Linked DNA regions of Mus musculus: region 1 is linked to region 2. The links are chromatin contacts, called in public Hi-C maps. All regions are on one chromosome and are shown on one strand. The core of a region is the stretch at or near the end of the contact, and the rest is flanking DNA. Distances in the headings are between cores, read along the strand shown.

Region 1 (3,932 bases), core at 474-2,973, 96 kb before region 2:
GAGCTCGTATAAGACATTAACAAAAGTTCACAAGGGGAGATTATGTTGACATACTTAACAAGCATTCCCTATCTGTCTCCAACAAACAAAGCTAAGGAAATAATGTAACCATCTCTACACAGTAAATTAAGGTTACAAGTCATACACAAGGACAGAACTGCTTGCGTGTTAGAAACTGTTCAGCTCCATTGTCACACTCTAAATGTTGGTTCTTAAACCATTTTCATTAACATACAAGCAAAGGTTATTATATAGTCAGCAATTAATAAATTCTCAATAATTTAAGATATGGCAGCTTAAAAATGTAGACTGAGAATAGTCTTAATAAGGCAGGCGAGACATCTTAGTGGAGCTAAACTCACAGAAGCGTCTGCCAATGTTTTGAAGTATCCAGATCCAAACTGAAAGGTTTTGATTAAAATATTCTCGTGGGTGTCGAGATGTCTTTTACGGTACTTTTTACAGGTACTAGGCATTCCTGTGTCAGGTCATGATTAAACTCTTGTCATGAAGGGGGAGTCTGTAAAGGTCACTTCTGTGTCATGGGTGTCGTGTACATGTACACAGACCATTCAACACTTAAGTGAGAGGAACATTATGCTAAGTATTTAAAGCAACCTGTCAATTAATAAATACTGATTAAATGGTGCCACCCCTGAGCAGGTTGTCCTGAGTTGTATAGGAATGCAGGCCAAGGAAGCTATGAGGAGCAAGCCAATGTAGAGTATTCTCCTGGGGACCTTACTCTAGTTCCTACCCCAAGTTCCTGCCCAAACTTCCCTTCCAGATGGACTGTGATGTAGAACTGTTTATAGAAACAAAATCCTCTCCTCCCCCAAGTAAACTTTCGGTTGTGATATTTTCTAGCAGTAATAGAAACCATAACCAAGACATCAGGAATCTCAGAATAATATGACTTTCAAAACTCAGAGCTAAGCAGGCAAAAATGCGGCCTTCTCTTCCATGTGATAAATTTCTGAAGTTCACTGCCCAAAAGACAAACAAGAACCAGCAGGGATTTGGACTTTTCTGGCTTACTCTAGAGTAAGCCATCTCATCAGCAAGCAGTCATAGGGACCTAATGTAGCTTCTGCCTCTAACTGCCCAATCCCAGAACCAGTGTCTTCTGGGAACCAGTATTTAGGTAGCAGCTTACACAAAGAAACCAGGTCTTTGAGAGCTGCCCTTAGAATCAGAGCCAGGGCACATACTTTGGGGTTACCAAGATTTATTGCTTCTTGTGAAATCATGGTGATATTTCTGTTCTTCCATTCTGTCCTTTAGAAGAGCATTGGTACCAAGATGCTGTGACCTTATTTCAGCCTTTCATTTTTCTTTATAGTTTTCTTTTCGATAAATTCCTCTTTCTGACTTCCCTATTCTAGTAACCGGTAGTGTTTCCCTTAGTTACTAAGGACCTCAATCACATTTTTCTCATTTCCCCTTCTGGTGTGCCTTTAAAATACATGTTCTGCTCCTGTGTATTTTCCAAGCAGCCCCAATGCCCCACATGTCTCTGCAGTTTTACAAAGTTCCACTCTTTGCCTGGCTTTGTTAATTTTCCAACCTCAAGTTCTCTCTTTCGGTCCCCACCCCCTGCCCCCCAACAAACACACAAGGCAAACGTCTCTCTCTAAAACAACTCCTGCCCATAACTCTGCTGTTTATGAACATTCTGTGGCTCACCACTAACCCCAAAATAAACATAAAACTCTGGGCAGCATTATGATGTGATCTGTGTATGATGCAGACAGTGACTCTGAGCCTATCCCATTATGTACTTTACTCCTACACTGTAAAGTGCCTTCCTATTCTCAAAGGTGATTTTACTTAGTCATTTGAAAATGCTTGCAGTGTCGATAGATGTCAGGGACACAGCAATGAAAATGAAAAATACCATCCTTGAGTACACAATACTTAGAGTCCAGAAAGGCTTATAAACAAACACATTTCAATGAAAATCACGATAAGACAGCAATAGGACCATGGCTTGGAGTTTAAAAGGAGACTCATCAAAGGAAATGACATTCACACTGAGACATGAAGGCAACATGAAGAATGGGCCAGCCAGATGTCAAGTAGAGGATAAGGAGTTAGTACAAACCCATGGGTGATAATGAGCCTGCCTACTTTATGTAATTAAAATACATTTTGCTCTGCAGGGATGGAGTATGTTGTTGCCTAATAAATGATAGGATGGAACCTATGAACTAGGATGAGGGATTTGGAGTTTGGAGGGCTGGGAGGGGCTAACACAAATTAAAGTGCTATAAAAAAACCTTTATGGAAACTTGAAATTTTTATTAGTCTGCTTTATAAAGCAAAATTAATAAAACAGTTTGAAAGGGACCATCCTTCATGGGGAAATGATGCTCCTCCCAGAAGGCTCAGGTTATGTAAATGATGCTCCTCCCAAAAGGCTCAGGTTATTACCTGAAAACCCTAGTGTCACATGGTGATTCCTTCCTAAAAGCTGCTGGTTAGGGACGCCTCAAGGCTCCTGAAAAAATGCAGGCTATTGATTGCCAATGGCCTTGTTTGTCCTGCAAATCATATAGTTAGACCATAGGTATTGCCGGATACATGACATTAAGAAATGAAGCTAAGTCGGAGCTGAAAGTTTCTTAGCTGGCTTTCACAGTGCCTGGAGGTGCTATCCAAACTGCCGAAGCAGGCAAACCATCAATGGTTCTGCTCATTTGTAGACCTCAAAAGCTACAGGAAGTATCTACCTGGCAAGGTGTGTCCACGGATGTAATGGTGGTATGATCATCATGGGGGAAAACAACTCCCTTCTAATTGGATTTGAGGCCCATTACACAGGAGGGAACTTATGCCTTGTACTATAAGCCTAGTCAAGGAACTGTGGCTAGGAAGTCAAAGACCCCAGGGGAAAACTAATGTGTTCTTTTGCTAAATGGACAGAGTATCAGACTTTCTTCAAAGTGTTTATGTTTGTACCTGTCGCGTAGGATTGTTCTCAAGCCGCATCTAGAAGCTTCATTTTACAACGAGCCAGTAAGAGCAGAAAGCCACAGCTGGTCACAGTGCAGAAAACACATGACTGTGGAATGCTTGGCTCTAAATAAGGCATATATATCATCTTTCCTAGGCTTAGAAAACATCTTACAAGAGGGACACAAATATATAAGAGCCAGAAGTTGGGGAGGCATCTGCAGAAGAGTATTTTCTGAACACGTCACAGGCACTGGACTCATGAATTCACTGTGACTATGGCTACCTGCACATATGGCTACATGAGACAAAGCCAAACTCCATTTCACTGTGGGTAAGGGGGAAAATCTCGTGAAAATCCACCCCTCAGTTTGGGACTGTGGACAGTGAGTGGTCAATTGCCATTTTCTTTAGTGGAAGAGTCACTTATAAGATGCCAGTACTCCAGTAAATAACCCCCCTAGTCACACTTATGCAGGCAGATTAATTACACTCAGCTTTAAAAAAAAAGTAAGAGCCATTTCTTCATTCTTCAAGTAAACTATATTTTCAGTAAAGCTCCCTATTCAAGGATTAAGAGAAGAGAGAATCTAAACACACAGGCTAAACATCCAGAAATGTTTTAAAAATGTTTCTGTTGGAAAGACTGAATTATTATATTATCAGTAACACTAATAGTAGAGAGGGGAAAAAAAGGCAGGATATAGCAGTAAAGGAAACTATCAACTGGGATGTGATTCTCTATGTAGCAAAGAGAAAACAGGACCCCAGGTGAGAGGTTTGTTTTAGACAAAAGGGACAGTGTTCCCTAATCAATCGCAGGAAGAGAGTATGTATGTTTGCCTTGAGGGAATGTGTATTCGGTGGGAGAATTAGTCTGTTCCATTTTGGTGGCTTCTTTTCTCTTTGGAAGTTGAAAACAAGTGTATCTGATAAAAGTGAGAGTCAGGAATGTGGTTGGAGATTTATTAATAAAA
Region 2 (3,658 bases), core at 469-2,968:
TTCCTTCCTTCCTTCCTTCCTTCCTTCCTTCCTTCCAGTTTCCTTCTTCCTTTCTTCTCAAACTGCATGTCCAGTTCTCTTTTAACTTCATGTCAAACTATAAGATCTGAAACTTGCAATCTTCTTGCATGTGTCTTGGGGGGTGGGGGAGGAGCCAGGATTGTATGCCTGTGCCACCACTATGCCTGGAAGGTTTTTATGAATATAGAATCATGCTAGGTTTTAAAAAAATTTTTAGCACTAGCATCCAGTGATTTTCTTCATTATGTTTTCCTAGCTATTTTTATGAGTTTACTTTATACATGAACTTTGAGTTGTCTAGCTTTAGAAAATTCCTGCAGTTTTAAAATTAATTTTCTGAATTTGCATTTGAAGCATTTTCTCCACATTCTAAAGATTTTTTCAAAGAATTTTTGGTTATAAAACCAGTGTTACCCTTTAAAAAATTAATTTTGTAAAATTAAGTCACTAAACATACTTCAGTTATTTCAGTATCAAAACTATATAAACCACATTAATAATATTTATTTAAATAATCACAAATATAAAGGTATAAGCTATTTTTAATTTTATGAATGAAAATTCTGTGATTGTGAAACTTTAAGATGTTTAGCTATATTATGTTTAGTTGTGTGTGTGTATGTGTGTGTGTATGTGAAACATTATATACTTTGAAGTAACATGAGCCACTTTGTAGTCACACACAGTTCCGTGAAGAGGGTATTTCTGGTTCCCATGGTGCTATATCAAGAAAAACCAAGATGTACAATGTTTCCCACTTACTCTGGTTGAAAAGTTCATTGACCATAGGAATGGATGTTGTAGCCCAAAATGAACTATCATTACCTGAACCCCAAGAACGTTGCGCTTCAGTACAGTCTCACCACAGTTATTGTTCAGCTAGTGATGCAGTCCCAAAACTATTAGTCCCTGTCTGCAGCTTTTTTCTTTGCTGCAAAACAATGAAATGCTAGCCCTATCTGAGACTTGTCCTGGCAATAAAATGAACAAAGATGCTCAGGAAATCATGGAGATCAAGGAAACACTTCACCAATGATGTCTAGAAATAACTCTAGAAGTTGGCCTGATGAAGTTCTACAACTGCAAACGAAAGGACAATTTAATTTTTTGAATGTATCCCCTCTTCTTTGTAGATCACCCTCTGTATTATTATGTTGTATTTACTCTGACTCAAAAAATGAGTTCCTAATTATCTCTGGATCTCTGAGCAACATATTACTTTAGTTTAACAATAGCTGTTCAATGAGGCATGGTAGCTCACGTCTGTGATCACCGCACTTAGGAGCCTGAGAGGTTCAGTCATTGTGCATTTGGGGCTAGCTTAGGCTCCACAGTGAGTACCAGCCTAGCCTAAGATACATCACTAAATTACTTAGTCAGAATGTAGTGCTGCCGTCAAGATAGTGTTTGGAGGGTACCCCAACCATTTAAGTAATTTTTATGTACAAAGAAGAGTTCACAGAGAGTTTAGAAGAACAAAATCTTACAAAACATGTGTGGCTTTCATGCTCAGCACTTCCCATTTTCATGTAACTTTTTCTCATGGGACTCACTTACTTCTGCTTCTACTATGAGTATTTAAAAGCACCAAGGAAACTTTCAAGGGAGTCATTTCTTACTTTGCACCAATGGGCTTACACATTGCTAATCTCACTTCTGAGCTGGTAAGGTCAACTCTGAGGGAAGCTTTAGTACTGGTGGTTTTAAGTCTGGGGAGAAGGTAGGGTTTGCTTTACTTCATAGAACTGTAGCTTAGAGACTCCCAGGGCATTTCAATTAGGGATTTCTCAGTAACCCAGATGCCTGGGAATAAGGCCATAGGAACTTGTCAAGCACGTGATGTACTTCTGTTCCTTTTATTACCTCATCCTCCTCTGTCACAGCTTTTCCTCTCACTGCGTCCTTCAGTCACAATAACACTTACTCCATGAGGCAGAATTATGTCCACTTTGCAGCTGTGAAACTTAAGACATGAAGATATTACACAGCTGTCCAAGGAGATTGATTTAGGCCTACCTAATATCAGAGCTGCTCATAGGACAGCCATTTATCTGTCACTCCCAGCCTGGTCAGACTACTCGATTTTAGGACTTATTTATCTCACCATTGATCTAGACTAGCCTCAGGATGAATACATTCCAAGCTCGTAAATATCTTTTCAAGGCCCTACTAATAAGCCCTCCCCTGTCCCTCCTGGAACTTGTCGGCCATTGGCTTCACTGACCCTGGGTTAGCAGAATTTATGTCAAATTGACACAAGCTAGAGTCATCTGAAGAGAGAGATCCTCAATTAAGAAAATAACTCCGTAAGATCAGCTATAAGCAAGCTCGTAGGGCATTTTCTTGATTAGCGACTGATGTGGATGTTATGGGTGGGGGGCACTCCTGGGCTGGTGGTCCTGGATTCTATACAAAGGGAAGCTGAGCAAGCTAAGTGGAGCAAGCCTTTAAGCAGCACCTTCTTATGGTCCCTATATCAGCTCCTGGCTCTAGGTTCCTGCCTTGTTCAAGTTCCTGTCCCAGCTTCCTTCAGTGTTTACTACACTTGTTGGTGGAGTGAACCTGGGAGATAAGGGCATGAAAATGAGTCAGACTAAAGTCTCACATATTAACCAACTTTGTTCAGAGCATCAGACAGTTTATACTCTGACAGTTAAGAAGAATCATATTAGTGAGGTGATCAGTTACAAAAACAAGCCACAGGTGGCAAAAACGTTTTTTTCCCCATAGAGGCATGACTATAACAACACCTGAAATAAACTCATGCCTATCTGCCACACCTGGGAGGAGCATTTACACACACTCCAAGAATAATTCTGTGCGTTGTTGTTTTTTTTCCCGAGACAGGGTTTCTCTGTACAGCCTTGACTGTCCTGAAACTCACTTTGTAGACCAGGCTGGCCACGAACTCAGAAATCTGCCTGCCTCTGCCTCCGAAGTGCTGGGATTAAAGGAGTGCGCCACCACCACCCGGCTATACTTCTGTGTTTTAAGGAAACTAAATTCACAAGAAGTCTTGTCTGCTTTCTTGCCGTTTTCTCACAAGAACTCAGAATTCTCATGCAATTCCATTCTTGGACTATGTTCCAACACTTCAGTGATAAAGAGTGAAGTGGAAGCCAAATAAACGTTCTCTCCTTAAGTAGTTTTGAGTCATGGTATTTTATCGCAGGAATAGTAACCCTAAGACATATTCTGAGTAGAAGATACAGTCACTTTTGTGATTATCCTCTATCATGATGCAATCCTCCGCCAAAGATGACCAGCCTACATCCACAAGTATATTAATCATCTGCCAAAACACTGACTTAGGATGGAATCAACCCACATAACTTGTGTTCTTCCAAATCCCTTGATAATAATTTTATACATTGCTATTATCACTTATAATTAACTAATCCTTTCCATTTAACTAGCTAATAAGTATTTGAGTACTTACTAAGAGGCTGTCATGTAAGAAACCTGGTGTCCATGCCTACTATATTTGCTATCTTCTCTCCTCAATGAATTGAAATCACCCTCAGAGACTGGGTCATATCCATTATCACTCCATCAATCAAAAGGGACCCATTGCAATCTAAGCTCCTATCTGAATCTAATGTTATCTTGTCAAAAGACTCAAATTCTATATTTTATC

What was found. A called contact is a pair of places that touch in the nucleus more often than the background predicts.
Region 1: a contact with region 2 is called in a Hi-C map of conventional dendritic cells, with 3 times the contacts expected there. The contact joins two enhancer-like sites. A contact is called at or near these places in 6 of 484 Hi-C or Micro-C datasets (CD8 T cells, bone marrow-derived macrophages, conventional dendritic cells and 3 more) and 1 of 115 datasets of contacts at active chromatin or transcription factors (memory CD8 T cells).

What each region holds. Positions count from the first base shown.
Region 1 is chr2:79,225,647-79,229,578 of GRCm38.p6, reverse strand. No RefSeq gene overlaps it. Among named protein-coding and RNA genes, the nearest start is that of Gm35813, 3.7 kb to the left of the region's middle. Within about 2 kb of position 1,723, at least 35 of the 459 cell types and tissues checked have an H3K27ac peak or open chromatin away from gene starts, as enhancers often do. A contact at or near this core is called in CD8 T cells and conventional dendritic cells, where this site is marked.
Region 2 is chr2:79,130,346-79,134,003 of GRCm38.p6, reverse strand. No RefSeq gene overlaps it. Among named protein-coding and RNA genes, the nearest start is that of Gm35748, 9.8 kb to the right of the region's middle. Within about 2 kb of position 1,718, at least 94 of the 459 cell types and tissues checked have an H3K27ac peak or open chromatin away from gene starts, as enhancers often do. A contact at or near this core is called in CD8 T cells and conventional dendritic cells, where this site is marked.